7 separate regions of the Mus musculus genome follow, and all the other regions are linked to region 1. The links are chromatin contacts, called in public promoter capture Hi-C maps. All regions are on one chromosome and are shown on one strand. The core of a region is the stretch at or near the end of the contact, and the rest is flanking DNA. Distances in the headings are between cores, read along the strand shown. Region 1 holds the start of Zscan29 (zinc finger SCAN domains 29). Region 2 holds the start of Zfyve19 (zinc finger, FYVE domain containing 19). Region 3 holds the start of Vps18 (VPS18 CORVET/HOPS core subunit). Region 4 holds the start of Dll4 (delta like canonical Notch ligand 4). Region 5 holds the start of Chac1 (ChaC, cation transport regulator 1). Region 6 holds the start of Exd1 (exonuclease 3'-5' domain containing 1). Region 7 holds the start of Nusap1 (nucleolar and spindle associated protein 1).

Region 1 (4,118 bases), core at 518-3,017:
TAGGTATTTTCCTCATTTACATTTCCAATGCTATCCCAAAAGCCCCCCATACCCCCCCAACCCCCCTACCCCCCCACTCCCACTTTTTGGCCCTGGCATTCCCCTGTACTGGGGCATATAAAATTTGCAAGTCCAATGGGCCTCTCTTTCCAGTGATGGCCGATTAGGCCATCTTTTGATACATATGAAGCTAAGAGTCAAGAGCTCCGGGGTACTGGTTAGTTCATAATGTTGTTCTACCTATAGGGTTGCAGATCCCTTTAGCTCCTTGGGTACAGTTATCAAATTTGAACACTTCTTGTTGACAGAGTTTTAGAAAAGTTCTAGGTTTAAGATCAGTGAAATGGCTCAGAGAGTCAGGCATTTGCTACACAAACCTGAAGACCTGAGTTAAATCCCTGAAACCTACACAAATGTGGGAAGAGAGAAGTGACTCCATAAAGTTGACCTCTTCATACACTCTGTGACATATATGCCCACACTCATACAACATAGACACATACTCTAGTTTTAAAAAAAAAAATTCTAGTTTAGGCTTAATTACTGTGAAAAAGTCAACTCCACCTTGAAGTCACTGATACCATTTTACACAACACACTTAGACACATTTGTAGTTGTCATTCTTTTCTTTGCCTTTCTCTGCCCTCTGTTCCCTTCTTTTCTTGCTTTCTTTTTTGAGAGAAGGTTCCACAGTGAAGCCCAGGCTGGACTTGAATCACACCAATAATCCTGCTTCAACTTCCCAAAGGCTGGGATTACAGGCACAAACACTACGCCTGGCTATTAAACTCAGTGTTGCCAATTTAGTTTCGGCAAAATATTGAGTATCACGCTATATCTGGGCTTCTCACGGGGGTTGGGGGAGATAAAGGAACAGAGGGGGAGAGGAAGAGAAAACAACTAACGGGTACATTCCTGTTATACTCTTCTAATTACAGGAAAAACCCCCTCTCAAGTTCTTCACCTGGTACAGAAATTTTCGAAGAAAGGAGGGAAACACCATATGTTTACAAATTCATTTTTTTCATCCAACACAATTTACTGAGTATTGTGTCTTGAGCGCTTTGTATACATTTCCACTACTTTCAAAATTCAATTTGAATCAATGCAAGAGTTCCCTATCCCTCCCCCTTTTCCCTCAAATAACTATCATCTAATTCCAGCTACACATTTAGGGATTCAGTTTAACAACAAATTCATATGCAGTGAAAAGAAGTGTGGTTCTATCCACTCCTAGTGGTTCTCTAGCAGGAGTCGCGGGACCGCAGGGCCCCCATAGCCGGAGCTCCGTAGGGTTGGCCCTCGGTTTCTCCCCGCTCGCGGGCGCCGGTCGGTTGGAGTTCCCCGGGTCCCGCCCCTTCGCTGCGGCTCAGCTGCACCCGCCGCGCGGCAAGCGACTCGTCTCTGACCCCCTGCATACCTGCAGGCCACTCCGCTTGTTCCAGGTGAAAATGGACCCTGGGTACCCACTCAGGGCCAAGAGCAGTTCGTGAATCATTTCTAGGGCGGCTCGGGAGTCCCTAGATCTACCACCTCCTCTTTTCAGCGCCTCTCCGGGCGACCCCTCACACCCAGCGGAATCTCTTGCCCTGAATCCCCGCAGTCCACCGGGAGAGGAGATGCCACAGAGCCGCGCGCCGCATCCCGGAAGTGCGCGCGGCCCAGGCGCCCACCGCCTCGCTCCCGCCGCGGAGCCGCGAGGAGGCGCCGGTGCCGTCGCGCATGCGTCCTGGGCTCCAGGAGAAGCCCGCTCGGACTTCCGGCTTGAGAGCGGGACTGAGGCTAGCCCAGGAGGGGAAGGGATGAGAGTGAGTTGAGAAGCTGGTTGAGAGAGACGCGGCCTGGGGTGGGCCGGCGGGAGTCCTCAGGACGCCTTGGCAGGGTCTGTGGCATTTTGACCGACTGCCGACGTCTCCCAGAGTGACCCGGCCGGAGGGAAGAAAACAAAGCTGGAACTTGGCAGCCGCCGCTGTGGAGCTGTGCTCGAAGCCCACGGACTCGCAGCACCGGCCCGCATCGGCCTCGTTCTCAGGAGACCCACCACTGCCGCCCCTCGAGCTTCCTCGCTTCACCAACTCCTGTAACTCTCCCCTAGTCCACCTCAATTTAGAAGCCCAAGTCGGCTCCCCCGGTGCGCGACCTTCCCCATCTGTCGCCCCGGAACTCTTGCCGAGTTCTTACTTCGTTCGGGAGGCGCGAGCAAGAGACCCAGTGTTCGGCACTTGACTTTGGTTCGGGGTGGAAATTTGTAGTTTGGTGTTCAAGGGGCGGGGCAGACACCAGGAGCTTCTGGAAGGACGGCGGTGGTTCTAGGGGAGAATAGCCGGCGCTCGCTGGACAGAGGCTTTTTGTTGTCGTTCGCCAAACGTTTTGACCGATTTGATCTGGGGCGCTAATGATTTACCTGAGGTGGGAGCGAAGCGGACAGATTTTTCTTTTCTCTGCAACTTCCTGGGGATACTCTAAACGTCACCTAGAAATGCAGTTTTTAAAAGGTCATTTTCACCTTGCCTATTGATTTGCTGTCCTGAAAAGGTACTGCCTCAGAAGGCCACTTCGAGCATATTGAAAGTCAGGCCGGCTCTGACAAGGTTTTAAACATGTAAAGATACTCTCCTCAGATAGCGCCATTTCTCTCTACTCTAGGATAAAACTCCTTTTTACAGAGAGACTCATCTGCAGGTGTTTCTCCAAGGGCATGCAAAGATAGTGTAATAAGTCCTAGAACCCAGACAGTGAGGAGAGAAACGGCTTTCTGCTGTGAAAGATGGCCAAACCCACTCGGAGAGGAAATGGCACAAGCTCTGAAAGCTTACGACAGCGCTTCAGAAGATTCCATTACCAGGAGGTGGCTGGGCCCCGGGAGGCTTTCAGCCAACTATGGGAACTTTGCTGTCGGTGGCTAAGGCCGGAGGTGCGGACCAAGGAGCAGATTGTAGAATTGTTGGTGCTAGAGCAATTCCTGACTGTGCTACCTGTGGAGATCCAGAACTGGGTACAGAAGCAATGTCCAGAAAATGGAGAGGAGGCGGTGACACTGGTGGAAGATTTAGAAAGAGAGTCTGGAAGACCTGGACATTCGGTGAGGAGGAGGGGGAATACAGTCAGAAGTGTGTGGCTGGGGAGAGACAAGGATGGAGGGGCAGTTTAAGATCAGTCGGATGTAAAGAGGTTTGGTGATTTTGATACTTCTGATCTGGAAGGGTTACTTTTTCAGGTAGGGCTTGCTTGGAGATGCCTACTCTGTTACAGTAAGTCTTTCACTTCAGTTTCTTAAGAGAAAAAATGGGGGAAGTTTCTTTTCCAGCTGCTATTTGGGTTTCTGTTTGATCTTTCTGCAGTTTCAACCACTCTAAGCTGATGATAACGGAATAAACACTTGTCTGTCCTACTCCCCACCCTCCACTCTGGCCTGGCCTCAGAGGATGGTCTCCCCCTGGGAATGCCCCTTGTTATGACCATGTCAATTAACGGGGGGTTATTTCTAGGTCACAGTCTCTGTGAAGGGGCAGGAAATGCACTCGGAGAAGATGACACCCCTGAAATCATCACAGGAGTTATTAAGTGTTCTGCAGGAGTCAGTGGAACCCCAGCCCAAGGGTGTATCCAAGAAAGAGAGGGCAAGAAGGCCAGCCCTGAGACTACAGGAGCAGATGAACCCAAAGGAGAATCTCAGACCTTTTCAAAGGAGCGGTGAGGAGTAGATGTGTGTGGGAGACAGAGCCCTCTAAGCTGGGAATAGGGTTGGGAGTAGTGAGTGGGGAAGGTTTCAGGGATAGTGGCACCTGTGTGGCACCTCCCAATGTGATGTTTCAGGACCCTGGAAAGGCAGCTAGCTCAACCCTCTGGTAGAGTAAGTATTTTTGTATCTCTTCCTTTGATAAGTCTGCCTAGTTCTCACTATAATCGGAATACTTTTATTTCTGGTGATAGATGCTTATTTTCTAGACCCTCTTCTATACTGAAGACACCTTCATTCTAGTAGTTTTTCTTTCCCTCTGTTCTTTATTCTTTAAATCTAAGTTCTTATTCTCTACATTGGAACCTTGAAGTTCTCTAAATACTTGATTGTGGAGAAGGAAATTATATCTGTGTTATTCTTGCAAGATGTTGTAAAG
Region 2 (4,118 bases), core at 1,173-3,672, 2.0 Mb after region 1:
AAGACTGATGGCACCCATTCAAATCAATCTGGGCCTCTACAGGCCATCTTCTGTGGCCTCTATTCATGTGGTACCACAGCCTAACCCAGATGACCAGCAGGAGGGTATGCCTGACAGGGAAGGAGCTCCCAAATGCCTTTTCTGATAACTGGTTAATGAGCAGCTTTCAGGATCCAAGAGGGAAGCCAGGAGCCTGGAGGTGGGCATTCTCTCTGCCCTGCACCCATTTGCTCTGGAGACTGGAAGGAGAGATGTGGTAGTGGTGTCCTTGTTTCTTCCCAGCCCCACTTGTCTTCTTCTCAGCACTTACTTCTTATAGTTCTGAGGTGGTGACCACTTGGAAGCATTGTCAGAAGACCCTCTGGAGAAAGGACATCAGAGGACAATGGTGTCAGAAGTCCTGCCCTCCTTCCCATTGGTAATTTCTACCCCAAATACTTCCCAGGCAGACCTCTGGCCAGGGCGCACAAGGCCACAAGGCCTGACCAGATGCTTATTGTCATGTCTGTCTGAACCCTTGTCAGAGCCCATCTCTCACCTGGTCAGGATTGTGTGGCACTGCTTGCAGACTTTCTGTTGTGTGTTGCCAGCCCGGGGTACCAGAGCGCTGAAGCTAAGACAGCCGTTACAGAAGGCTCGGCCACAATTCTTACAGCCATACTATAAGAAACAGGAAGCAGGAGGAAGCATGTCTCACCCAGCCCCGATGGCTCTTCTCTGAGACCCTCTAAGCACTCACAGAAAGAAGGAAGTGAAGTTGTGACCAGATTTTGAAGGAAGGAGGAAGAGTGGTATCCCTAGGGTTCTGGCCGAGATGGGTTCAGCAATTCCTTGTTTCCGGAGTCTTATTCAAATTAGATAAAACTTCAGGCAAAATTCACATGCTTTCTACCATTTTCAATTTCTTACCATGGGGGTGTAGTGCAAAGACAAACAAGGCCCAGTGTGTCAGGTCCCTGGCTTGTCAACAAAAAGAATCAGAGTTGGGTGCAGATCCCGTGCTTTCTCTGTTCTGGTAGAGATGGTGGGAGGTTCGCCTCAGGATAGGGTTGTAACAATAGCTTCAATTATTAAGTACTTAGTGTGTGCCAGGCACTAAGCCTGCACCTTAAAATTCATCATTTGTTATAACCATCATCACTTACATACGTCATCATATTTGATCCTGATGCCCACCAGTATTATCTCTATTTTAACAGGGGCCAGTGAAATTACATGACCGTTCAATTAGATCATTCTTTGAATAAGACAGGGCAGCTGAAATTTGAACTCTGACACCAAAATTGATATGTAAGTGCTCCAATCCTATACACCATGAATTCGTCCCATTTACTTCCCTTGCAGCTCACAAGGGGAATGTGGTTGAGAAGAAGGCTTTTTCATTGTGCCCTGGGGAGAAAAGGGCAAGCTGTGGACGGGGCAGGTTTCAGAACAGAGAGCAACCGGCATGCATGGGATGACTTTAAAGACAGAGATGGAGAGAAGGGGAGTGGATAGAATGTAGGTGGAGATTTAAAAAAAAAGTGTAGCTTTTGGAAACTTTACAATTTCTAGGGTCTTTTCAGCTACAGCACCTCACCGAAGCTACTTTACATTTTCTTAATTTACATTATTTCTTTGTGAGTGTATGCGTGCAGACATATGCATATCATGGCATGTGTGTGGAGATCAGAGAATAACTTTCAGGAGTTCTCTCCTTCCACCATGTGGGTCCTGGGGTTCGAACTAAGGTCATCGGGATTTGCAGGAAGTGCTTTTACCTCACTGAACCTCATCAGACCATCATCTTAACCCGGAAACGGGTGGGCATCCGACCCACTTTACAGAGAGGTTAACCGGGTTACTTCATCAAAACCACACAACTGAAAAGAAGCCGTCAAACGGTCTTTAGCCTGCAACTCCCTTCCCTTCGCCCCGCGTCCTCCCTTGGCCCTTCGGCTTTCTGGGAGTACACTCGCCTCCTTCTTGAAGAGGGTGAACTTGACAGCACAGCCGTAGCACCTGCTCTCCATAGCAGTTCTCGGCGCTGCAGAATTGGTAGGTTAGCCTCTCACCAGCGCAGGGTAGGCCTCTCAGACCCTCAGGTTGTGCAGCCCAGTCCCACACGCCCATCGGCGCTGTCCAGGGGCGGCCCAGCGCGGAGAATTCTGACTTTGCACTCACCAAGGCGGGGCGGCAGCGGAGTGGGGCATGCTGGGAGTCGTAGTTCATTCTCCGCAGCGCGCTCCTCCACAGCCAGTCAGACGAGAATCGGAAGGCATCATCCCAGGAGGCTTAGCGCGCTTTTGGGCCGGCTCGGAGCGAGTAAGCCCCGCGCCCACGCACACGCTCAGACTCCTGGGAGTTGTAGTATCAATTCAAGTTTGGACTAGAACCATGGCGGTGACCAAAGAGCTCTTACAAATGGATCTGTACGCGCTGCTCGGCATTGAGGAGAAGGCGGCAGACAAAGAGGTGAGAACTTGATAGGCAAAGCAGTTCTTCGGTCCTCGCGTCAGGGCGCGCGCCTGGCTCCGGCTTTCTATGCTCCGCCCTATCCTGGACCCGGAGCGAGGGACGGCCAATGACTAAAAAGGGGGCCTCCGGGCACTTCCTGAAAGGCTTGAGGACTGGGTTAGGGAGGGAGGCATTGAGAACTCTGAACTGTGTGACCGTGCTGTCCCTTCTGCCACACTGTTTGGAGGCCGGTTGAACCTGAGAGCCCAGGCCTGCTTTTTTGCGCCTGCGCAGCATCAGTTTGTACGCTGAACGTTTTACCTGTCTGTCTGGAGGTGTTTGGTTTTAGTCTGTTTTAACTTCAGGGGGATCCTAGGAAGAAAAGTCTCTAGGCTCTAACTCCTCCCCTCAGCCCCTCTTCTTTTTCTGGATTTGACGTTGAGGCCTAGAACCTAGAGGCCTCAGTTTTCTTTTCCTCTTTTTAAGTATCAGATGTTCCAATGTTGTCAGTGCGTGCTGCTTAGCGGGTTAAACAAGAGGATCAGAAGGTTAAAGCAGGTGGTGTGGGGGTCCACTTATCTCAAGTGCTGTACTTAAGGTTTCTGTTATTTACTCTTAGATTGTGGTGGCAATAGTGACAGTACACGCAGGGGAGTTCATTGGATAAAAAGTAATGCCCACCGGGCTGGGCATAGTGATCCAAGCCTGTAATGCACTTGGGCGCTGGAGGGAGGAGAATCAGGAATTTAAGGTCAACTTCAGTTTCTTGTGGAGTTTAAGGTCAGCTGTCTTAACGTGTTTAAGGTGGGGGGGGGGAAGAGATCCTTTTTATTTATTTATTTTTTCGAGACAGGGTTTCTCTGTATAGCCCTGGCAGTCCTGGAACTCACTTTATAGACCAGGCTGGCCTCGAACTCAGAAATCCGCCTGCCTCTGCCTCCCCAGTACTGGGATTAAAGGCATGCACCACCACCGCCCAGCAAGAGATCTTATCAATGCTCTTATACTTCTGGACTGCTTGTCCAATGCTTGAGTGTCAGAAAGAGTGCTCTGGGGCAGAAAATCAGGGTGATTGGATTCTTCAGTAAAGTTGTGGTCATCCTGCTCAGAAAGCTTCCTGAAGATTTGGCTGAAGTCAAAAATGGATGTAGAAATAAATACTCGTAAAGCACAGGCTTTCTCTTTGCAGCCCTGGCTGTCCTGGAACTCACTCTGTAGACCAGGCTGACCTGGAACTCAGAAATCCACCTGCCTCTGCCTCCCAAGTGCTGGGATTAAAGGTGTGCGCCACCAATGCCCGGCTCTCTCTCTCGCTCTCTCTCTCTCTCTCTCTCTCTCTCTCTCTCTCTCTCTCTCTCTCTCTCTCTCTCTCTCTCTCTCTCTCTCGAAGAAAAGTTGATGTAGCCCTGGCTGTCTTGGAACTTTCTATGTAGATCAGGCTAGTTTTTCCGAACTCACAGCGATAAATCTGCCTCCCAAATGTTAGGATGCCCCGTGCCCTGCTTTTGGGATCCAGGCTTTTTACCTGAATGCTTAGGATCCAAATTCAAATCCTCTGCTTACAGAACAGGCACATTACAGACTGGGCCAGCTCTCCAACCCCAAATCATAATCCTCACCACCACCACCTGCTGCTTCTTCCTCCTTCTCCTCCTCTTCTTCCTCCACCACCTCCTCCTCTT
Region 3 (4,118 bases), core at 987-3,486, 1.9 Mb after region 1:
TGTGCCACACACTTAAGTCTGATTGTTTAAAACAGGCTCTCCAAACTTACAATGAAGCCAAGGATGACCTTGAACTTGAGATCCTCCTGCCTCCACCTCCCAAGCACTGTGTGCACCACCATACCCGGGTTCTGCTATGCTGAGTATCTAATCAAGGACTGAGCGTGCTCTGCAAGAACTCTCCCAACAGAACTCCAGCCTCACTTATCTACAGCATTTCATTTGCAGTGCCGGGAATCAAACCCAAGGCCTCAGGAATGCCAGGTACTCTATCACTGGGCCACAATCCCAACACCCGTTGTTCTAATAACTATTCGTGCTGGGATTCATCCTTGTGGGACAGAGGTCTAACTGTCTTATTCCAGATGGCTTATCCCAAATGATAAACAACGCTGTCAACACTTTTGGCAAATAGCGGACATACTTCAGGATTCCAGACTGTCCCAATGATCTGTGTGGCTAACTCTGGGAGGCTGAGAGCACCTTTCCCCCTGTTGAAAGACCAGAATGATTAGCTGACTCGTTCAACAGCATGGGTGGAATCTGAACATAGTTCTCTCTGATCTTCAGCCACCACACTGGTTCTCTTTGGGAAGGAATAGTGCATCTCCTGAAAAGCTATTGTGTCATTTGCTAAGTATGGAAAAAGACCCTAGTCAGCTAAAAGTCTCCAAAGATACTACCGGAGCAGTGTATCCTTGCCCAGGCTCATGCAGAGCTGATTGCAGGAGACCACGAGGCTAGTGATCCGCTCCGAGGGGGTGAAGTCAACCCGCTGCTTGGTGAAGATGGGCACCTCCTTCTCCAGGTGGGCACTTACATACCCTATAGGTGGGGAAGACAAGAGAAAAAGGCGTCCAGAGGGGGGTGAGGCACCCAGAAACCCAGAGAAACCCCAGTGTTAGCTGATACTTCTGCTTCCCAAGTATATTCCTACCCACAGGGTCTTGGTTCATAAAGAGTTCAACATGAAATAGTTTTCTGGTTGTCTTTATTGGAAGGGTCCTGGGCTCTTCCCACACTTGTGACAGTAGTAAGGGATTGGTTCTCTGTGCCTGAGATGAGGTTGTATCATGATATGCACGTTCCCAGTGGTAACGGGGGTGGGGGGAGACAGTACAGGGAGGATGGTTTTGGCATTCTCCCTTATGGTCTTTGGCCAAGAGAAACTAAAGTCCCTTCCTTGCTGTCCACACAGTATGGTTCAGTGAGTCTCCATTGTATGTAGAGAGTTCTGGGAACCCAGTCCTATCAGTCCAGTTCATAGGCTACAGTTGCTTTCTCGATAGTCCGCTGCAATATCATCATAGTGTGGGTAACCCTGCGCTGCTCTCCTACACTCTAAACTGCAGCCAGCTTTACCCCGGGACAATCATCTCCATTGTTCCTGTTCAGTAACAAAATTCCCTTTTGGATCGACCCTCCTTCACTTATAACATTCACGTTCCACCAAGTTCAGTGCTCATTCTGCCTCCTCTGCTACCTCAAGATGAAGTCTGGTGGGAACGAACACATACACAGACTCCAAAAGCTTTAAAAAAAATCCATAGAACAAGACACAGAAGCCTGGAACCTATATTCAGTTCTCCCAACTGCAGCCTATAGACAAAAGTAACAAGTACTTCCTTATCTGAGCCCAAGTTCCCTCTTTTGAAGGACCTTTGAGTTAAGGCCTAGATCACGAGGCTGTTCCTGTGGCTCTTTCAAACTTCGACCAATGACAAGCTGGGCAAGACAAGAAAGGCCTGGGGCTTAGATCCTAAACACACGCTGCAAGCTCTAGAGCTTCTCTCCCCCGTAAATGCTACCATAACAGAAAGGGGCAGAGGCGGCCTCTTCTAACTTACCAGAATGGGGGATGCCCACGCTAGGGCAACCAGTCTGCAAGACGGCCGAGCGGGACAATGAGTCCTCGTACTCATCCAGGATGGACGCCATGGCAATCAAGTTCTGGATCTCTGATCTGGGGGCTGGGGGTCACAACTGGGACCCCGGTCGTCCTGGATTTGCAAGTTGTGCTTCCCCAGCGTCTGACAGATCCTGAGAACCTTTTAAAAATTCTGGGGCCCTTTTCGCTTTCTCTGTGAAGGACGAGACGATCGAGGAGCCCCAACTAGTCCATGGCGCAGCTTTGCACCCCAGCTCCAGTCCCAAGAGATTATAGGCTCCCCTTAGCAGATCCCAGGTAATCACAACCTCGCCCAGGCAGCTCAGCTGACTCCCGCCCCCGTGACGCGTGCTTATGACGTGCTTCCGGGTTTTTCAGCCGCGAGTGTTAACTGGAGTCCTGGGCACCTGAGCCTCCACAAGGAGGCGTTGTCGGAGACTCGGCGCGGCGGGGGAGGAGCGCTTGCGGGCCACCCTGCTGCTGCAGTTCCTCATGTTGGCGCTAGGAGGCAGCCCGGGATTTCCCAGCGGCGTCCAGTAACAGGCTTGCGCGGATCCTAGGCTTCCGCAGCTCAGACTTCACTCCCTCAGACTGTCACTGAAAGGCCGGCGGTGCTCCTCCATCTGTCACACTACCTCCTGTTCCTCAATCGAATTGCTGCCTCAGTCCACCTTCACAGGCACAGGCAGAACAGTCTGAGTGTCCCTTCTTTCACCCCAGGGCCCCCTAGCTTCCAGAGGAAGTAGCTGAATGGGTCACAAGTGTGGCTCAGTGGTGCATAAGCACCTTGCCCAGCGGGTATAAGACCTGGATTTTTTTTTTTTTTCCTTACACCGCAAAAAGAAAACCATACAAAATTTAATCTCCAGCAGTGGGAAGGCTGAGGCAGGAGGATTACTAAGGACTGGGCTACAGACCCCCAGAAAACAAAACAGAAAGAAATTGACAACGCAATGGCCAGGTTAAGTAAGCTGCCTCATAGTAGCTCCTTAGTGTAGGGGGAGAGGCAAGGGTCACCGGGAAAACTGAAGCAGGCTACTTCCAGGCACTCTATACGTTGAGTGATGTTGACTGTCCTTGTCTAGCATGTGGGAAGCCTTAGGATCAAGCCCTAGTATCAGAAAAAGAAAAGGGGGTTATATATAGTCTTCAGGAAAGTCACGAGCGAAACCCTATAAGCCGTGTAATGGGGTGGAGAGGAAGCGGGGCTGGCCTTGGGCAGACTGTGGAAGCTATCGTGTGATCCACTGGAGGCTATAACTGGGGATAAGATCTGATGTTGGTACTGGGAAGCAGGTGTTTGAAAAGGACATGAGACCTGAGGCAGAAGACAGGCCTTATGTATCCATCCGGGAGAGAGAGAGCTGGGAAGTGGGAGACCATCTCAGAGGAAGGCACCAGAGACCTAGTGACAGGTTAGGTATGGCAGGCAGATGAAGGAGAGTGTGGGGACAGCTGGAGACCTGGCTGGTGGGAACAGAGGAGGAGCCAAATGAGAGGGGGTGGAGGTCACATGACTGAGCTCAGGGCACTGCTAGGGAACTTACTGGGGAACCCCAGCTTTACCTGTAACCTGCTCCAGGGCAGTCACCAATAACTAACTAGTGAATGTTTATTAGACATTTGCATAAACGAACTCTCTCATGGCTCAGTTTCTACATTTATAAAATGAGAAAAAAAAAATCTCTTAACGGTGTGCGGACAGTCGGATGTTATACAAATCACTGAGTGGTGAGTTTGTGTTTAAATATTACTAGTATTTAATAGCGGATTGTTGACTAAATTAAGATCCAGACCCGAAGAATCAAACCCAGCGCCTCACAGATACTGTGTGAGTGCTACATCGTGGGCTCCATCCTCAGCCTTGGATTTGCTGTTGAATTGAAAAGGTTTAGATTTTAATGAAATTGGAGACTATGGATCTAGCTTACTTGGCAGACAAGAGGGTTTGTTTAGTTTCATAGGATGAGGCCCTCAGCACAGCACAGAACTAGGTATGGTGACTATGGTCCCAGCAGTCAGGAAGTGGGAATAGGAGGGTTAGAATCTCAAGGTCAAAATTATAAAAGAAGCCGGGCAGTGGTGGGGCACGCCTTTAATCCCAGCACTCAGGAGGCAGAGGCAGGTGGATTTCTGAGTTCGAGGCCAGCCTGGTCTACAGAGTCAGTTCCAGGACAGCCAGGGCTACACAGAGAAACCCTGTCTCGGAAAAAAAAAAAAACAATAAATA
Region 4 (4,118 bases), core at 1,043-3,542, 1.8 Mb after region 1:
CATAGTAGTTGTCACTGCAGATGACCCGGTAAGAGTAGCTCAGTCTGGTGAGGGTGTCATTTTGCTCGTCTGTTCGCCAAATCTTACCCACAGCAAGAGAGCCTTGGATGATGATTTGGCTGATGAGAGAGTTTCCTGGCGAAGTCTCTGCAGAAAGAGGCTTTGGTCAGAGAACCTGATTCAGAAAGCCAACCTGATTCAGAGAGAGTTGACTGCTGCCAACTCTCTCTTTAGTTGTGACTATGGTGGTCAGTTCACACTCTAATTATCTAGATTAACTCTACCTGCAAGTAAGCACAGGCCAGAGGGTCCCAGAATCTTGCTACTTAGTCTCCCTGGGTGTGTGCATGTGCAGGGGGCTTGATAGCATTCAAAAAAGGGTACAATGGACGGATGTTAAGATATCCTAGGGTTGTGGAGGCAGATACGGAGGGGAAAGAGGAAAAGAGGTCAAAATGGAAAAAAAGAAAAAATTTAAAGGGGGAAGTTTTCTGGTTCGAGAACTGGGAGCAAGGGGTTCTGTTCTAGACGTAGGTAATGGTTTTTCTTTTTCCTTTTCAAAGTGAGAATTGTTGTGCTGGTGAAATATCCTTTTCCTCTGTGTCAGAACAACATCCCAAAGCCATTATTCCCTTTCCAAAGGAGCGGAATTCGCAAAAGGTGTAAAATACAGGAAGAGGCCCGTCAGCGGCGCTGGCAGCCTCGGCCTTTCTCACCGCCGTGCTCCCCGCGTTCCCACGCCAAAAATAACCCGCAGGAAACGCAATTGTGCTCTGAGTCCAGGCAGCGAGCGGAATCCGAGCGTCCAGCGCGGGGCGCAGCTCCGGCCAAGCTAAGCGTCCTGGCCCCCACCCCCCAAGCCTGCGTCCCCAACCCCCACCCCCGCCTATAACTGGTTAACTCTTTCGGCGCTGTGTGATGTCGCCCCCCTGTGGCCGAGAAGTTAGATACTCACCTGGCCGCAGGTCGTCTCCCGGTGTGTGCCAAGCTTGGATGTTGAGTGAGAAGGTTCCCTGGGAAGCAAAAGGGGGGGTGGGGGACATTAGAGATAGCGATATCAGCAGGGAGGGAAAGGAGGGGGTGCCTCGCAGCAGCCTGTTTAATTAATCTAATTGCAGGATATAGTTACGGAGCTCGGCTCAACATAACTGGTGTTCGCGCAGCGCTGCGCGCGAGCTGAGAAGGCAGGGGAGGGATGAGGGATGCGGGAGTGTAAGTGAGAGCCGGGGGGTGGGCGGGCGGCGCCGCGTTGGGGGTTTGGTAATGAAATTCGTATCCCAAGAATTGGGGAGAAGGAAAGGGAAGAAACTGGGAGGAAAGACTAACCAAAGCCTCTCCGGGATGATCCTATGAGAGAACAGGGGGGCGGGGGCAGAAGAGAAAGAGCCCTTGGGGCTCTCCAGAGAGCGCTTTGGAAAGGAGCTCTGGTGTCCCGGCGCTCCCTTCTTTCCCTTCGGTTATCTCCCGGTGCATTTAAGTTGTGCTTACCGGCCAGGTGAAATTGAAGGGCAACTGCAGAGGGTTGCGACCACTGCCGCTATTCTTGTCCCTGACGACGAAGGAGTTGGTGCCCAATACCGGCGTGGAGACATTGCCAAAGGTGCAGGGTCCCTCGGAGAAGGTTGCCTGGAAGTGCTTAAGGCAGATGCGGAAGAAAGTCCGGCAGCCCGGTTCGCAGGACTGCCCATTGGCCAGCATACCGCGCTGGTTGACGAACTCCTGCAGCCGCAGCTGGAAGATGCCGGAGCCCGCAGCGCGCTGCTGCACAGGGACCGAGAGAAGGAGGGAGGAGAGCGGTCAGGCTCAGCCGGGGCCGGGGCGCAAGCCCGGAGCGCTGCGGGAGGGGGCGGAGAGGACGTGAGACATTACCTGCGGCCACAGTACCGCCAGCAGCAGTAGCGCCCAGCGACAGGCGCTCCGGGACGCAGGCGTCATCCCTTGGGGTGTCCTCTCCACTCCGGGACTCCGAATCTGCTTGTTAGGGATGTCGCTCTCCCGCAAGTCCCGTCTGCCAGCCGAGTTCCTGAAAAGCTGATTCCCCTCGGGACGCTGCTCCCTTGTCGCCTTCTCAAAAACTCCGCTGCTCGATGCCTCGGTAGGTAATCCAGGTGAGGGCGACTGGGCGGTGGCTGCTCTAAGTACGTGTCCTGGAGCAAATCCTAGGGTCTCGAGCGGGCTAGTGAGGGAGTACACTGCACCCAAGTGACTTTGGCTGCAGCTCTTGGCCTCGGGTTCCTAGCCTGCGAGCAGCGCCGCTACTGAAACCTGCTTGCTCCAGAGCCTTTCTTATATATATTGGCTGCTCTTCGCAGCCTGTCAGTCAGACAGACTCACGGTCACTCTCCCCTCCCCTCCAGGCCTCTAGTGGCTACAGTCCCAGCACCCACCGGAGGGGGCCTCCGCCCCCGCCGCTCCCCCTGTCAGCCAGCCAGTAGGGCGCAGGTCCCCGCCCCTCTTCCAACTTCTGGGCTTCCAGCTCTGCGCGTGCCCGGCGAGCAGTCCTTAGAGATCGTCTGCTTAAAGGCTGAGACCCTCGCCACCAGAGGATAGGAGGGTAGCCCAGTGATGCGGCGGGAGGTGAGGTGGTTCCCGAATGGTCCAGGGGGTGGAAACTCTAAGGGGTCCCCGTAGGCGGTGCACCTGATCCAGGCATTAGATACCTACAGTCCTCTAGCAGGTGGGGAAAGCTTAAACTAGGAAAGCAAAAAGCAGGACCAGGGGATTTGGATCTCCCTTTCCTTTCCAGACTTTAGGTAGCTCCTGCCTCGCTGGCCTCCAGCCTATGTGTGCCCACCCTCCACGCGTCCCCAGCACCGCAGGGAAGCCATCCGACGCCTTAACCTTTCCCTGGCTATTCCAAGCAAGGCAAAGGGCCAAGCGTCTAGGACTCTGGTCTTCTCTGCACCTGGTAGGCGTGTCACCTCAAGCAGCAGGGCGTGCCCAGCGCGTGCCTTCTCTCTTTGTCCCCCACCCCCACTCCCTCCTGGCTCGTGCTAGAGCCAGGACTAGAGGTTCGAAAGAGAGGTGGGGGGCGTGGTTCTCGAAGTGGGGGGGGGGTCCTCAGCTGTATGGTAATGAGGTTCTAGTCTTTTCCCTCAGTGCCTATCTCACCTGGGTCGCGCTTGGTCTCCATATCCTCATCCTGGCCCCCACCCGCGTCCCCTAGCTCCGCTGGAGTAGGGAGGAAACTTTCTTAATTCCAGAATTTCCTTGGGCCACTTGAGAGGCAAGGTGAGAGAGCTTGAGGCTGATCAGGTCTAGATCTCTCTGCATAGGGCAGGATGTAGGGTGGAACTGGAGGCGCATAGAGTTGTTTGAGTTTCGGGTGGTTTCACCCATGTCACACGCGCGCCTCTCCCGGGTGGCCTCCGAGCGCAAACCCTGCAGCTGCTTTCCCAGAACCCGTCGTGCTCCCCCGAGGCTGCAGACCGGGGAGGGCTGGCTTCTCCCAGTTTTGGGGGGTGCTAGATTTCTCTCTCTCTCTCTCTCTCTCTCTCTCTCTCTCTCTCTCTCTCTCTCTCTCTCTCTCTCTCTCTCTCTCTCTCTCTCTCTCTCTCTCTCTCTCTCTCCTACAGTGAGAGCGGTGGGGGCCCTGTGGCTTCAGCTGTCAGCCCTCCCGCGTGGTGATTGCTGGCTATGGTCGGACGATAAGATCAGTGCGGGCGGGGGTTGAGGGGAGCAGGGACGCGGCTCCAGCCCCAGGGAGGCCGTGGTAGGGGGAAGTGGAACCCAACAGCTGCCAATGACGAACATGGTCTGATATTTTGACTTGGGTGGTGGTGATGGAGAATTGGGGGGGGGTAAGAAACATGAGGTTGTGAGCGTGGGGTGGGGGGTGGGGTGAGGTGAGGCGACAGGCTCCGGGGTCCCCCACGCACGGCCACCCCTCCCAGCCACCATCTGGCGCGAGCGGGTTGGCGTGGGGAACCGAGGTGAGGCGGGGGCCGGCAGATGGGCCCAGGCTGCACTAGCGAGTTAATGTAGGTTATGGGCAAGCCGAGTCCCAGGCCCGAGGGACGGGGAGCTCGGGGCGTACCTCCCGGCGGTCCTGGCAAGTGGACTTCCAAATCCTCTCTGTCTGCATCCTCTTTGCACCGTAGACCTGCCTGGAGTGCCAG
Region 5 (4,118 bases), core at 710-3,209, 1.8 Mb after region 1:
CCAAGTGCAGCCCTAGGGAAAAACAGAGACACTCCAGTCAGTCACAGAGCTTGATGCTGGTCCTGTGTTCATTCTAGAATGTTCCCCTAGACACATTCCACACCTATGTTCTATAAAAGAGGTGGAGGGGGTGGGGAGACGTCTCAAGGGATAGAGGTAGTTGCTACCATGCCTGATGATCAGATAACCTAAGTCCAATCCCTGGGACATGAATGGTCGGAGGAAAGAATCGACTTCCATCTTGTCGTCTTGCTTCCACATCTGACCTACAGCGTGTGCACATGCGTGCATGTACAAATAGATGTAATTTTGAAGTTTTATGTGTATGGACGTGTGTGCCTGGCGACCTGTGATCTTGGTGGTCAGTCAGAAGAGTCTGATTCCCTGGAACTGGAGCTACAGATTGTGAGTTACTGTGTGGGTGCTGGGTATCAAATCCAGGCCCTTTGGAGAAGCAGAAGGTGCTTCTGACTCCTGAGCCATTTCTCCATGAAGCTTTAAAAAAAAACTAACGTGTTTGACTGGCTGCTGAGCCACCCAGAAGCAATACCCTTCACCCTATTTCCCTTGAGTTTTGTTTATTTTGAGACGTCTCATATAGTACAGGGTGTCTGACCCAGGATTCATTATGTAACCAAGAATAACTCTGAACTCACAGAAATCCATCTTAATAAGACCCTCCCTCAAGTGATTCTCCAAGAAGCATGGAGTAAGCTAGCTACACTTCCACTCTCCCCACACAAGAGCTCTGACCCTCTGCACCCTGATACATCAGACCCCAGGATTCTCTTCTTGACTGCACACTTACCTCACGGTCTTCAAGGAGGGTCACCACTCGGCCAGGCTAGACAGGGAAGAAAGGTTTTGAAAAAGACAAATTAGATATTAGCACTTCCGAAAGGACTATGAATGAACCTTATTGACATGGGGGGCTTGCCTGTCATGCACAAGACCTTAGATTCAATCTCCAGCAACACACACACACACACACACACACACACACACACACACACACACACACACACCTTTAGTCCTGTTGTGACTTGAACCTGTAGTTCCAGCACTTCAGCACCAGAGAGAGAGATTTGTCACAAGTTTGAGGCCACATAGCAAGAAATAGGTAAGATGGAGGAGGGGGAAAAAGAGGGGGGAGAAGAGGAGGAGGAAAAGGAGGAGGAGGAGGAAGAGGAAGAGAAGAACAAGGAGGAAGAGGGAGAGGAAGAGAAGAGGAAGAGGAGGAAGAGGGAAAGGAAGAAGAGGAAGAGAAGGAAGAGGAGGAAAGAGTGCCAGCCTAAGCCCCAAGCCTGGGAGAGGACCTTTCATCGAGTGACATGGAGTGATGGGCAGATGTGGAAGAGACAAACAACGAGCGGCCCAGATTAGTAACCAGCACAAGAATCCACAGGTGCAATCACCAACCTGATTTCCAGGCACACAAATTTAAACCACAAACCAGGTTTACAATTTTCTCTTAGTTAGCCCAGGGTCCCTGCCACTCCAGGATACGAGTGCCCACTCTCCTGCCAACCCCACTCCACTCCTCTGGGCACAGAAGGATGCTCACCATCTTGTCGCTGCCCCTATGGAAGGTGTCTCCCTGCCAGAACCGTCGGCTATAGCCACGAACGAAGCCCACACGGCTGTCACTATAGGCAAAGTCCGGCTTCCACACTAGGGAGCCGTACCCGAAAATCCACAGGGCTTGGGGGTCGCCATCCCCCCAGGAAGGCTGCGCGGATGATGGTGCAGGGGACAGTGAAGGAGGCGGAGTGCTCTGGGATGCGGACTCCTGCTTCATGGTGCCGGGCGCAGGGACGGACCCGGGTGGCCTCCGAGACTGGTCTCCGGCACGGGCACGGAAGGACCGACGGACGCGTACACCTGGCCTGGCACCGATCGGTCGTTCCAGCTGAGTGGTCCCTCCAGAGGCGCTCTTTAAACCCTCCGGCCAGGAAGGCCCTCAGACTGCCTCCAGCTGTCCCTATGATTGGGGCGGGGCAAATCTCTTTCTGGCCAATCACCTTTAGATTTTGCTTCTCGGTTAACCGCGCCGCCCTCCGAGTGGGTACCAGAGCAGCCCGCCCCAGGGCCAACGCGCGTGCTGATTGGTTCGGCTCCTCCTCCCGTGGCAGACCTGGCAGGAGTGATGCAACGGCAGGGAAGGTTTCCCCAGAACTGGCATGCAGCAAGGGCGAGTCAGATTGCGTCAGGCTGCTGGCACCGGGAACGGGCCTTAGAATGGGCGCGGGCACCCGCCGTCTCCCGGGAAGGCCCTCTCAGTGGTCTAAACGGTGTCATCCCTGCAGTCCAGCCGGTGCACCTGGCAGAATCATTGCCGCCCAAAGCAGTGGCCAGTGCAGGGCACGACCAGTAGGAATACTTTGGGCGGCACGAATTCTTGCCTTTGGGGCCCCGCCTAAAAGCACGCACTGCAGAGAAGCTGTTTTGGACACCCTCCGCATTCCACTCTGGTGCCTCATACTGTTGCCCACGTGAACAGCTGGAGAAACTGAGTCACGGGGTGGTAAGGGGTTTTGCAAAGGCTGTAGTTGAGTCAGACTGGTTGGCACAAGCATGCAGGCCTCACGTGACGGCTACACCCGGGCCAAATGTGAGACCCCTGAGTTCAGGCGGGTTAGAAGAAAAGTCAAAACTAGACAGCCTTGGGCAGAGTAGTCACATTGAGGATGACTGTTAGTACCTGTGGTACAAAGCTACAAAGAGAAGAATGCCAGGCCACTTTCACCCCATGGGTACGGGTTTCATTCTCTCTAGCTTGAGATCTTGCAGCAGTGGGCAATTTACATAGGTACCAAAGTTTGGAGAAACGTTGGTTAAGGACAGCACAGAGGACTAAGGGCACCTGCAGCCTTTTCCCATAGCTTCTTGCCAGGCAGTGGGTATGGGCCCTGGCACTGACGTGGGCAACCAGGCACCAGCCATCTCCTTGGAAGTTCCTCTCTGCCTGAACCCTGCAAGAGTCACCATTGGGCTAGGTAGTGGTGTCACACTCCTTTAATCCCAGCACTTGGGAGGCAGAGGCAGGTAGGTGGATTTCTGAATTCCAGGCCAGCCTGGTCTATAGAGTGAGTTCCAGGACAGCCAGGGCTGCACAGAGAAACCCTGTCTCAAAAAATAGAGGGGAAAAAAAAAAAAAAACAGTCACCATTGGCAGGTCTCAGGATCTGTCTCCCCAAGAGCTCACCCTCTCTGGTGGAGCCAGTGCCACCCCAAACTGCAGGATGGAGGAGAGGTCGAGTTTTGCTTCCTAGGCAGCAGCAAGAGGCAGCCTCTCTGGGCATCTCTCATTGGGAAAGGGAAACAAAGAGCAGAAGGCCTTTCACTAGGGTGAACAAACAAGAGTGAGCTCCCTGGAAGTGGAAACTCAGTGAGTCTCCTTATTTAACTCAAAATTGTATGCACAGGGTAGATCCATCCCAAAAGAGATCCATCCCAAAAGTGTCTACACAATTGCCTCTCTCTCTCTCTCTCTCTCTCTCTCTCTCTCTCTCTCTCTCTTCCACTATCCTCTAGCTGGACTGACCTGGAATTACTATACATACATGCCTGAGATTCACAGAGAAACTCTCAAGCCTAGCATTCAGGAGGCCGAGGATAGAGACCTAGAGAATCGGGCCAGCATGGGCTACAAAGCAAAACCATGTCTCTAAATGAATAAATGTATGGATGAACGGAGTGGAAAGAAATACTCTTAAAAGTTGGAGGAACTTGTGTTTGTTTCGTTGGCGGGACTAGAACTCGAGTCCGCACACCGGTGTGCCTTATGCCTGATGTGTGTGCCTACCCCAGGCCTGGGCTCCCTGTGAGGCTCATGCACTACTTTTTTGTTTTGTTTTGTTTTGTTTTGTTTTGTTTTGTTTTGTTTTGTTTTGTTTTGTTTTGTTTTTCGAGACAGGGTTTTTCTGTGTAGCCCTGGCTGTCCTGGAACTCACTGTGTAGACCAGGCTGGCCTCGAACTCAGAAATCTGCCTGCCTCTGCCTGCCAAGTGCTGGGATTAAAGGCGTGTGACACCACGCCCGGCACATTCTACTTTTCTGAATGGAAAATTGTTGAGAAAAATGGTGGTATCTGGTAATTTTCCTGCTTGCCACCACTG
Region 6 (4,118 bases), core at 633-3,132, 1.6 Mb after region 1:
TCATGAGTTTGAAACCAGCCTGGGCTATGTAGTGAATTTTTCTGTTTGTCTTGTTTTGTGTTGTATTTTGTTTTTCATGACAGAGTTTCCCTCTGTAGCCCTAGCTATCTTGGAGCCTGTTATGTAGATCAGGCTGATCTCAAATTCTGCTCCCTTTGGAGTGTTGGGATTAAAGGTATGGACACCACCAGGCCCAGTTTATGTAGTGAATTCTAAGCAAGTCTGGGCTACAAGGTAAGATCTTGTATCAAAAAACAAAAGAAAACAAAACAATAGCTTGCTCCATACTCACTATACTTCCCCATGACGTGACTCTGGGCTTTAAACATAATCAGAGAGAAGTCATTACATTTACAAGTAGGGTCAGAGGTAAAAGCTTGCTAAATCCAACTGTGTGCATTTTTACTCATGGAATCCTTAAGCGTGACTGGCCAAACTCTATAAAAAGCTAAGTATTCTCTGTCATTCACTCAAAATTGGCCACATATTAGTAAGGGATTAAAAGCAAAGCAACCTGACAGGGGGTGGGGCTAGACCACATCTCTTTCAACCTGAATACTCTAGAAAGTTTAACTTGTCAGACAGCCAGAACAACTTGTCATTTACCCAAGGACTCATTCCTGGAGAATTCCGTAGTTCCCTGTACTCCTTGGCACGATCTGCCACTGGGTTATTTGCTCACATTATCATCAAAGACAGGTACCATGAAGACATGGCTTACGAAAATCAAAGAGAGCCGCAAAGGATCACTGAGAAAGCATTGTAGCCATACAATTGTATCATACACTACCAAGGGCCTTTCAAAGGTATGGAGGTGTTTTCTGTGCTTCTCAATTCCCAAAGCCCTGTTGCTCCTTTGTTCAGGTTAACAAGGAAGAAACTAGAGTATGTATGTTTCTGGTACAAATTCACAGATTTTGGAGTACATCCAATTTCAATATCAATTGCATAAAGTACAGCAACACAGCAGATATCAATATATATAAAAATAGGACAAATGTCTTCACTGTGTCTTTAAACCTTGACCACTATACCCGTGGCTTTTCTCCAACGATTCAGATTTAAAAGCCTCACTCGGGTTTTTGGACTCTTGATTGCTTAGAGGTCTTCAGTTCCTGGTCACAAGCCTTTCTCTATGATCTTCTTTGTTGAGTTTTTCCCTGTGTGTGATTTTAGTAGTTTTAGCTCTTGCTCAGAAACCTCATTAGGATGTATAACGTTTTCTCCAGGAACCATTCACATTTCCTGGATTTGCTTCTACTTTATCTACTGTTCAGGATGCTTCTGTAGGAGGAACCATAAGGAAGAAAATTCGCGGACCTTCACGGGCAAGAGTGGAGTGGTGGTGTCTGTGCTCGAGATTCCGGGCTTTTGAGCAAGACAGCACCGGAGGAACCACATCCCGGCTCCAAGAAGCTACAGATGAACGTACAGGTATTCTAGCCTTCGGTTACCCAAAGCACCGGAGGCTGCATGGGACCATCCCAACAAAGTCACCGCACCCCAGATCAAGCCCTCAGCGACGACCGCTGTCAGTACTGAGGCCAGCCGAAGGCGCCGGGCCGCCTTCCCACCCCCAACCCGAACTCACAGCCAGTCTCCTTCTTGATCTCCTCGAGCTCTTCGTCCCGCAATAACGTGGAGGCCCGAGACCCCATCACCGTGACGGGAGCTCCTCCGGGAGCGGCAGCGCCAGAAGCAGCAGCGGCAGAAGGGAAGGAGGGAGGGAAGGGCCAGGGGTCAAGAAGGGAGAGGGCACTGTTTCTCTTGCGGCCCGGGGAGAGAAACAAGGGGTGGAGCGCGGGGGAGGGCGGCCCGACACCAGCCAATCGGGAGCGAGGCCGCGCCCTGCGCAGGCGCTAACGTCAAAGCTTGGCTCTCGAGCCCGGAATGAATCAGCCCGGAGGCTGCGGGAGTCCGAAGGGAAGCAGGCCCCGCCCCGCGGAACCAGGGCAGCCGCCGGACTTAAAGCGGCGATACCGCTGTGGCGCTAGGGACTGCACTTAAAAGGGCAGTGCGGTCTCGCCACTGTGTTCGAACAAACCAGAGGCAAACTCACTAGGGTAGCCAGCAGGTTTTTCACAGGACTCAGGTACCAGGAGTCCCACCCTACAGGTGACGGAGACTCAGGAGAGAAACCAAACCCACGAAACGAGGGACAAAACCCTAAGGTGGATCCCCAGAGTAGTGCAGTGCACTCTTTCTTGCTCGCTCTCCATCTCTCTGTATCTCTCTATCTCTTTTTCTCCCTCCTTTCTCCTCTCCTCTCCTCTCACTCTCACTCCCCTGGTCCTAAGAATAGGGAGTCCACAGCCACTGTGGCCCAGCACGCCTAGAGACTGCATCTTTCCTGCGCTCCTCCCCCCGGCCGCAGGGGGCGCTGAGAGCCGCCTGGGGTTTGCATGGCTCCTGGCAGCATCTTTTCTGCTCTCTCTACCCCGGCCGCAGGGGGCGCTGGGAATGGGCTCGAGGCTGCGCGCTGATTGGCTCCTCCGGAAAGAGGCAAGTAATTCACCCGGAGGGCGAGGGCGTGGTCGGCTCTGCGGCTTCAGTGGCTGGCGTTGAGAACTTTTTTGCGTCAAAGCTGTGCCGGGATAACTCCCAGAATTTTTTTTTTTTTTAACAGTAGTCCCTCGTTAGTTTAAGGAACTCACCATTTGACTAGAATTAAGGTCGGAATTTCTCAAACTCCTTTGCTGTGGGGACAGAGGACCCTGAAGGTGAGAAAGATTGTGACCGAGCACGGTTTATTTATTTGGATTTTTTCTTGTCTTAAAAATTAGGATTTTTAAGCCTGGCCAAGACTAGTCAGGGCTTTTCTGGAAAAGAGAATCATTTCTCCACTTCTAGAAAGGGTTTTACAGGCTCAGGCTGTCCTGAGCATAAACTCCTAATTCTCCCATGAGTGGCAAATCTTTAAACAGGATTTCCCAATATTGCCTAGGCTGGGCTCAACTTGCATCTTTCCTGCTTTCACCTAACAACTGCTGGCTTACGGTTTAAAAATCCGAATTTTTTTTCTTTTTGGTTTTTCGAGACAGGGTTTCTCTGTGTAGCCCTGGCTGATCTGGAACTCAGTATGTACATCAGGCTGGTCTTTAAGTTAACAGAGATCCACCTGCCTCTGCCTTCCAAGAGCTGGGATCAAAGCCAGGTGCATTTTATTCTTCTGGTATTTTGTTTGTGCTGATGAAAAAGCTGAAAGCTGCATGTTAGTGTACACCCTCTCAAGTGAAGCCTTAGTTTTCCTGTAGCTTCACGAGTCTGATCCCTTCACTCCTTGGTTTAGAACCAGCTTACTACCTAGATATCGTAGCACCTTTCTCAACTCACCTTAGACTACTAGCTTCAAAGTTACTCGGGCTGAGTCCTGCAAGGCCTCCCTGCCCACTAAATTTCTAGTCTGACTCAGTTGTTTTCCTAATTATCCCTGGTTAACTTACCCATTGAGATCATAACTGTGGTATGGAAATCTTGAGGTCAGATGTATACATAATCCCATTCTCAGTTGGCCTGGAAGCTCATCTCTTCATCCTGACCTTTTTTTCCTTCCTAATTTTTATTTATTTATTTTAAAGATTTATTTATTTATTATATGTAAGTACACTGCAGCTGTCTTCAGACACTCAGAAGAGGGCGTCAAATCTCATTCTAGATGGTTGTGAACCACCATGTAGTTGCTGGAATTTGAACACAGGGCCTTCGGAAGAACAGTCAGTGCTCTTAACCGCTGAGCCATCTCTCCAGTACCCCCTTCCTAATTTTTAATCTGTCTTTAGGGCTATATTCAATTAAACCCTCTGTTAGACCTGGTACCTGATAATCTATAATTGCAGCACTGAGGACGCAAAGGCAGAAGTTACCTTTTGAATTTCAAGGCCAACATGATCTAGATAGGGCATTCCAGACCAGCCAGGGCTACTTGCGGAAACCCTGTCTAAATATAAACAGTAGCAAAAAATTCTTTGCTATGCATGTTCTTTTTTCCTGATTTGTTGTAACCTTTAAGAATAGTATTTGTGTGTTCAAGTGAGAGGTAGGGGTGTGTGTGTGTGTGTGAGATATTCTCACCAGTGGAGGTTAGAAGAGGGCATCCGATCCCCTGCAGCTGGAGTTAG
Region 7 (4,118 bases), core at 982-3,481, 1.6 Mb after region 1:
AAAATACCAGGCTTGTGTATCAAACACCTTTATCCCGTGAGCCATCTATCTCACTGCCTGACTAGGACATGGTTTCTTAACATACTATCTCACCAAGGATGCAACAATGAGAAGGGAGGTGTCTGAGATAGAAACAAATGAAGACATTTAGCAGGTCAAATAAAATGGGATGAAGCTCAAGTTGCCTGAAAGCTCAAGTGTTATTCATCAGCATTAATCATTGATGGAAGAACTAACTGTTCTTACATTGTGCAGAGCACTGTGCTAGGAGCTAGAGAGACTGGTGAACAAAGCAGGCAAGCCTTCTGTTGGAAGCTCCCAGTGGACTAATGGGAAAAGAGTTTATAAAATACCAAGTGAGCTAGAAATAAAGAACACAGCAGGGGCTATGAAGCAAACCCCAAACTACTTAACTGAGGTAGGACAGGGTGCTCATCTGAGCAGCTGAGATGCAGAGGCAACAGGTGTAGTCTGATAAACAATTACAGTCAGGCCATCGGTGGAGGTACAAGCCCATATATAGTCTCAGCATAAGTTTCAGGCTACTCAAAGCTATATACTGTTTTCCAGGATAGCCCAGGCAGTATAATGAGACTTTATTTCATTAAAAAAAAAGGGGGGGGGAGGAGGAAGAGGAGAAGATAGCAAAAACCTGAAGGACTAAGCTTTAGACAATAAGTTGGGGAGCCATTAAGCACTAAACTCAGAAACATTTCTAAGTACTCTTCAGTGCCGTTCAGCCAGATAAAAGGTGTACCTATGGCCACATTATTCTATTTAAACCATTTAAAAACATTTATGACAACTAATTAGAGATTTAGTGCAAATAGCAGTTTGCTGTACAAATCTCTGGTATATACATGTGGGCAAGCTTCAATATAGCAAGTCCAATCTCACAATGAATCCCCACATTTTCTCTGAACACCTTGCAAACTCAGAATTCAAAGACCTTATCGGTTTTGAAAAAGACCACCATCACAATAGTGATTAATGTATGGACAATCATACTAGATCACGGTGGACAGGCATCCCATTAAAGGTTCACGAGAGTGAAGGTAGTGTCATAGTTTACTGAACAGTAAGTAGAGTTTTTCAGAAGAAGTCGTTTAAAGTAGTTTTTCTTCAACTGCCTAATAACTGGCATGGAAATTACACTGATTACGTCCTATGGGCCTTCGTTTCCCATTTGGTACCAGGAAGTATTAGCATTTCCATTAAGAAGTCTTTATAAGAGCTGGGCAGTGGTGGCGCATGCCTTTAATCCCAGCACTTGGGAGGCAGAGGCAGGTGGATTTCCGAGTTTGAGGCCAGCCTGGTCTACAGAGTGAGTTCCAGGACAGCCAGGGCTACACAGAGAAGCCCTGTCTTGAAAAACCAAAACCAAACCAAACCAAAAAACAAAAAGTCTTTATAAGTTCTCCAAATATAATAAAAAAAGCCTCCAACTAGAGTAACAGCCTCGGCTTTTCTTTCGTTTAACAAATTCCAGTCACTGTGAACAAAACCTACCTACTCCTCCCAAAATAACGTCCCTCGGGGGTTTCCTCTCAGTCACTTCGCGCCCTGTCCCCCAAATCCCTGGTCTCTTCTACCCCGCCCACCCAACTGCCCGCACCGCCAGCCAGCACGGTACCTTCATGTTAGCCCGGAGGCCCAGCCTTTTGGCTAAATTTTGCAGGTCGCTGTACTTAAAGGAGTCCAGCTCCTCTGCAGAGGGGACGGTCATCGCGTTCTGCAATCTCGGTGATTCCCAGAAAAACAGCCACACAACTCAAAACAGAGCGGCTCAAAACTGGCGCCACCCAAGACGTTGACAAGCCGACTTATATATGGAGTTTAAATTAAGACTGCTGTAAGTTCATTGGTTGAACTGCCTCGAGGGTGGGGTTTCCGATGCGGGCCAGTAGCGTGATTGGCTGAAGACCGCTATTCCGCAAACTATACCAATATGCTGGCGCTGAGCGTATTGAGAGCGTGTCTTTCAGGAACATTGTCCAATGAAGACGCAGGGAGACAGGTGGGCGGGACTTGGAGCGTGCGAGAAAGAGGCGCGCGCTTCAAAGAAATATGGCGACTCTCTCGCGCCGCAGTCTTCGCTTCTTGGAGACCCAGTCACGTCGTGACTCTTGTGATACACCTTTTTCTCTTACCTCCTCCATGGAGTGGGACACTCAGGTGGTGGAAGGGTTCTCCCCTCTCGGGTCCTCCGAGTCTAAGGTGAAGGCGTCACCTGTCGACCTGCGGCTGCCTGCGTGGTTGGAGCCGGAGAGATGTGCCGTGTTTCATTGCGCGCGGTGCTACGCGGTGCTCGGCGACACCCTGCACCTCGCCTGGGACCTGTCGCGGTCCCTCGGCGCCCTGGCCTTCTCCAGTGAGTGAGGCGAGGGTAGTTTGTGAGGAAGATAGACCAGAGGCAGATGAGGAATGGGGGACAGTACTGCCCAGGGGAGGGAGGGGTTTGTTTTGTTTTCCCGAGTTGGGCTTCAAACCCAGGCCGTCGCCTGAGCTAACCCAGCGCCCTTGGCTGAGCCCCACCCATTTTGTTAAGTTTTATGGGCAGATGAATCTGCTGGCAGGTATTTCTTCTCAAAACCGTTTTGTCTTCCAGAAGTCACAAACAACGTCGTTTTGTTAGAGCCCTTTTTGGTTGGCATAGAAGGTTTTCTCAAGTCCAGGTACGTGTGGAGAATTCCTGAGGTGGCGCTCTCTATATATTTCCCGATTTAATGACAGTGAAGAGTATGTAACTGTTGTAAACAAGAAAGAAACTTTGTCTTGTGACATGTTTACGCTCTCCATAGAGTATGTTTGAGTTGTAAACTCTTTACCGGTTTGAATCATATAAACATGGCATTGGTGAAAGTTAAAGTTGGATGTAGGTTTTAAGGTCTGTGAGAGAACTAGGACTATTAGTTATTAGTTATTAGTTATTAGTTATAATTTCTCAGGGTTGGTAGCAAATACCTTTACCCACCGAGTCATTTCACTGGCCCTGAAGTGACATTTTTGATATAGTTACAAATTATTTTACTTTTGATATTGGTAATAAAGGTCTTTCCTTGAATTTACAATTCTGCCTCTGCCTGCAAGTGCTGGGATCACAAGCATGGGAACCTGCACCCAACCTCTTTTTTTTGTTTTTTTTGTTTTTGAGACAGGGTTTCTCTGTATAGTCCTGGCTGTCTTGGCACTCACTTTGTAGACCAGGCTGGACTTGAACTCAGAAATCTGCCTGCCTCTGCCTCCCAAGTGCTGGGATTAAAGGCATGCGCCACCACCGCCTGGCCAACCTCTTTTTTAAAAAGCCTGATTAAAAGTTTTAATTATAAGCCTGGCGGTGGTAGCACATACTTTTAATCCCAGGACTAGGGAGGCAGAGGCAGGAGGATCTCTGTGAATGCAGGGACAGCCTGGTCTACAGAGCTAGTTCCAGGACAGCTAAGGCTACACAAAGAAATCCTGTCTGAAAAACCAAACAAACAAAAATTTAATTACAGATTTGGAGATGTGCTATAGCTCAGAAGTACAATGTTTGCCTATATCAAGAAAAATGCATGCAAGAATAGAGTTAGATTTCTGTTCCAAGTTATAATCTAAAAACAGTTTTATCACATTTATTTGTTTGTTTATTTATTTATTGTGTGTAGTCACATACCGAGATGCACACATGAAGGTGAGACTATACCTTTGAGGGGTTCAGGCCCAGGATCACACTTGGGTTGCCAAGCTTGGCTGCAGGCACCATTCCCTGCTAAGCTATGAATCTAGGCCTGACTTCCTCACTGTGTTCCTCTGCTTGTGTGCATTCTGACTGAGGTAAATGGTCACGTTTACTAGTAACCTTGTGGTCTTGAAATACCTTTTTTACTGTCTTTGAACTCAGTAATTGATTATTAGTTTATATTGTATGTGGCACAACACTTACTGTAAATTATTTCAAAAAGTCTTTATGGATTACAATCTATTGGTACTTAAAGCATTGGCCAGGCATGGTGGTGACTTTAATCCCAGCACTCAAGAAAATGAGTGAGAGTAGAGAAAAATCTTTATTCTACTCCACTGCCTGATATTATGTCCTGTTGTCTTCCAGACTGACAGACTATTATAATGAATACAAG

The links. Promoter capture Hi-C pulls out the DNA fragments that hold promoters and counts their contacts. Capture Hi-C pulls out chosen DNA fragments and counts their contacts.
Region 2: a promoter capture Hi-C map of liver shows a contact between it and region 1, with 4 times the contacts expected there. The contact joins the promoter of Zfyve19 here to the promoter of Zscan29 in region 1. A contact is called at or near these places in 1 of 39 promoter capture datasets (liver) and 1 of 9 other capture datasets (liver).
Region 3: a contact with region 1 is called in a promoter capture Hi-C map of liver, with 4 times the contacts expected there. The contact joins the promoter of Vps18 here to the promoter of Zscan29 in region 1. A contact is called at or near these places in 2 of 39 promoter capture datasets (both in liver).
Region 4: a contact with region 1 is called in a promoter capture Hi-C map of liver, with 4 times the contacts expected there. The contact joins the promoter of Dll4 here to the promoter of Zscan29 in region 1. A contact is called at or near these places in 3 of 39 promoter capture datasets (the 3T3-L1 cell line and liver).
Region 5: a promoter capture Hi-C map of liver shows a contact between it and region 1, with 5 times the contacts expected there. The contact joins the promoter of Chac1 here to the promoter of Zscan29 in region 1. A contact is called at or near these places in 3 of 39 promoter capture datasets (the 3T3-L1 cell line and liver) and 1 of 115 datasets of contacts at active chromatin or transcription factors (microglia).
Region 6: a contact with region 1 is called in a promoter capture Hi-C map of liver, with 4 times the contacts expected there. The contact joins the promoter of Exd1 here to the promoter of Zscan29 in region 1. A contact is called at or near these places in 3 of 39 promoter capture datasets (liver and pre-B cells) and 1 of 9 other capture datasets (liver).
Region 7: a contact with region 1 is called in a promoter capture Hi-C map of liver, with 5 times the contacts expected there. The contact joins the promoter of Nusap1 here to the promoter of Zscan29 in region 1. A contact is called at or near these places in 4 of 39 promoter capture datasets (the 3T3-L1 cell line, liver and pre-B cells).

Annotation. Positions count from the first base shown.
Region 1 is chr2:121,168,774-121,172,891 of GRCm38.p6, reverse strand. It overlaps Zscan29 (zinc finger SCAN domains 29), which reads left to right and starts at 1,767. Exons shown (of 5, transcript NM_001290819.1): 1 at 1,767-3,082; 2 at 3,489-3,693. The coding sequence starts at 2,768. Tubgcp4 (tubulin, gamma complex associated protein 4) reads right to left here and starts at 1,724. Exons shown (of 18, transcript NM_153387.3): 1 at 1,421-1,724. The coding sequence starts at 1,498.
Region 2 is chr2:119,207,024-119,211,141 of GRCm38.p6, reverse strand. It overlaps Zfyve19 (zinc finger, FYVE domain containing 19), which reads right to left and starts at 2,422. Exons shown (of 11, transcript NM_028054.3): 1 at 1,959-2,422; 2 at 539-660; 3 at 311-361. The coding sequence starts at 2,012. It overlaps Dnajc17 (DnaJ heat shock protein family (Hsp40) member C17), which reads left to right and starts at 2,347. Exons shown (of 11, transcript NM_139139.2): 1 at 2,347-2,454. The coding sequence starts at 2,377.
Region 3 is chr2:119,286,860-119,290,977 of GRCm38.p6, reverse strand. Vps18 (VPS18 CORVET/HOPS core subunit) reads right to left here and starts at 2,236. Exons shown (of 5, transcript NM_172269.3): 1 at 1,848-2,236; 2 at 684-825. The coding sequence starts at 1,938.
Region 4 is chr2:119,323,958-119,328,075 of GRCm38.p6, reverse strand. It overlaps Dll4 (delta like canonical Notch ligand 4), which reads right to left and starts at 2,292. Exons shown (of 11, transcript NM_019454.3): 1 at 1,870-2,292; 2 at 1,489-1,761; 3 at 956-1,013; 4 at 1-147. The coding sequence starts at 1,935. Gm14207 (predicted gene 14207) reads left to right here and starts at 1,879. Exons shown (of 4, transcript NR_030683.1): 1 at 1,879-2,095; 2 at 2,747-2,908; 3 at 3,100-3,231.
Region 5 is chr2:119,349,083-119,353,200 of GRCm38.p6, reverse strand. It overlaps Chac1 (ChaC, cation transport regulator 1), which reads right to left and starts at 1,959. Exons shown (of 3, transcript NM_026929.4): 1 at 1,565-1,959; 2 at 809-844; 3 at 1-12. The coding sequence starts at 1,798.
Region 6 is chr2:119,545,391-119,549,508 of GRCm38.p6, reverse strand. Exd1 (exonuclease 3'-5' domain containing 1) reads left to right here and starts at 1,882. Exons shown (of 13, transcript NM_172857.2): 1 at 1,882-2,502; 2 at 2,627-2,720. Chp1 (calcineurin-like EF hand protein 1) reads right to left here and starts at 1,802. Exons shown (of 7, transcript NM_019769.3): 1 at 1,592-1,802. The coding sequence starts at 1,658.
Region 7 is chr2:119,616,411-119,620,528 of GRCm38.p6, reverse strand. It overlaps Nusap1 (nucleolar and spindle associated protein 1), which reads right to left and starts at 2,231. Exons shown (of 11, transcript NM_133851.3): 1 at 1,634-2,231. The coding sequence starts at 1,726. Oip5 (Opa interacting protein 5) reads left to right here and starts at 2,024. Exons shown (of 6, transcript NM_001042653.1): 1 at 2,024-2,371; 2 at 2,609-2,675. The coding sequence starts at 2,068.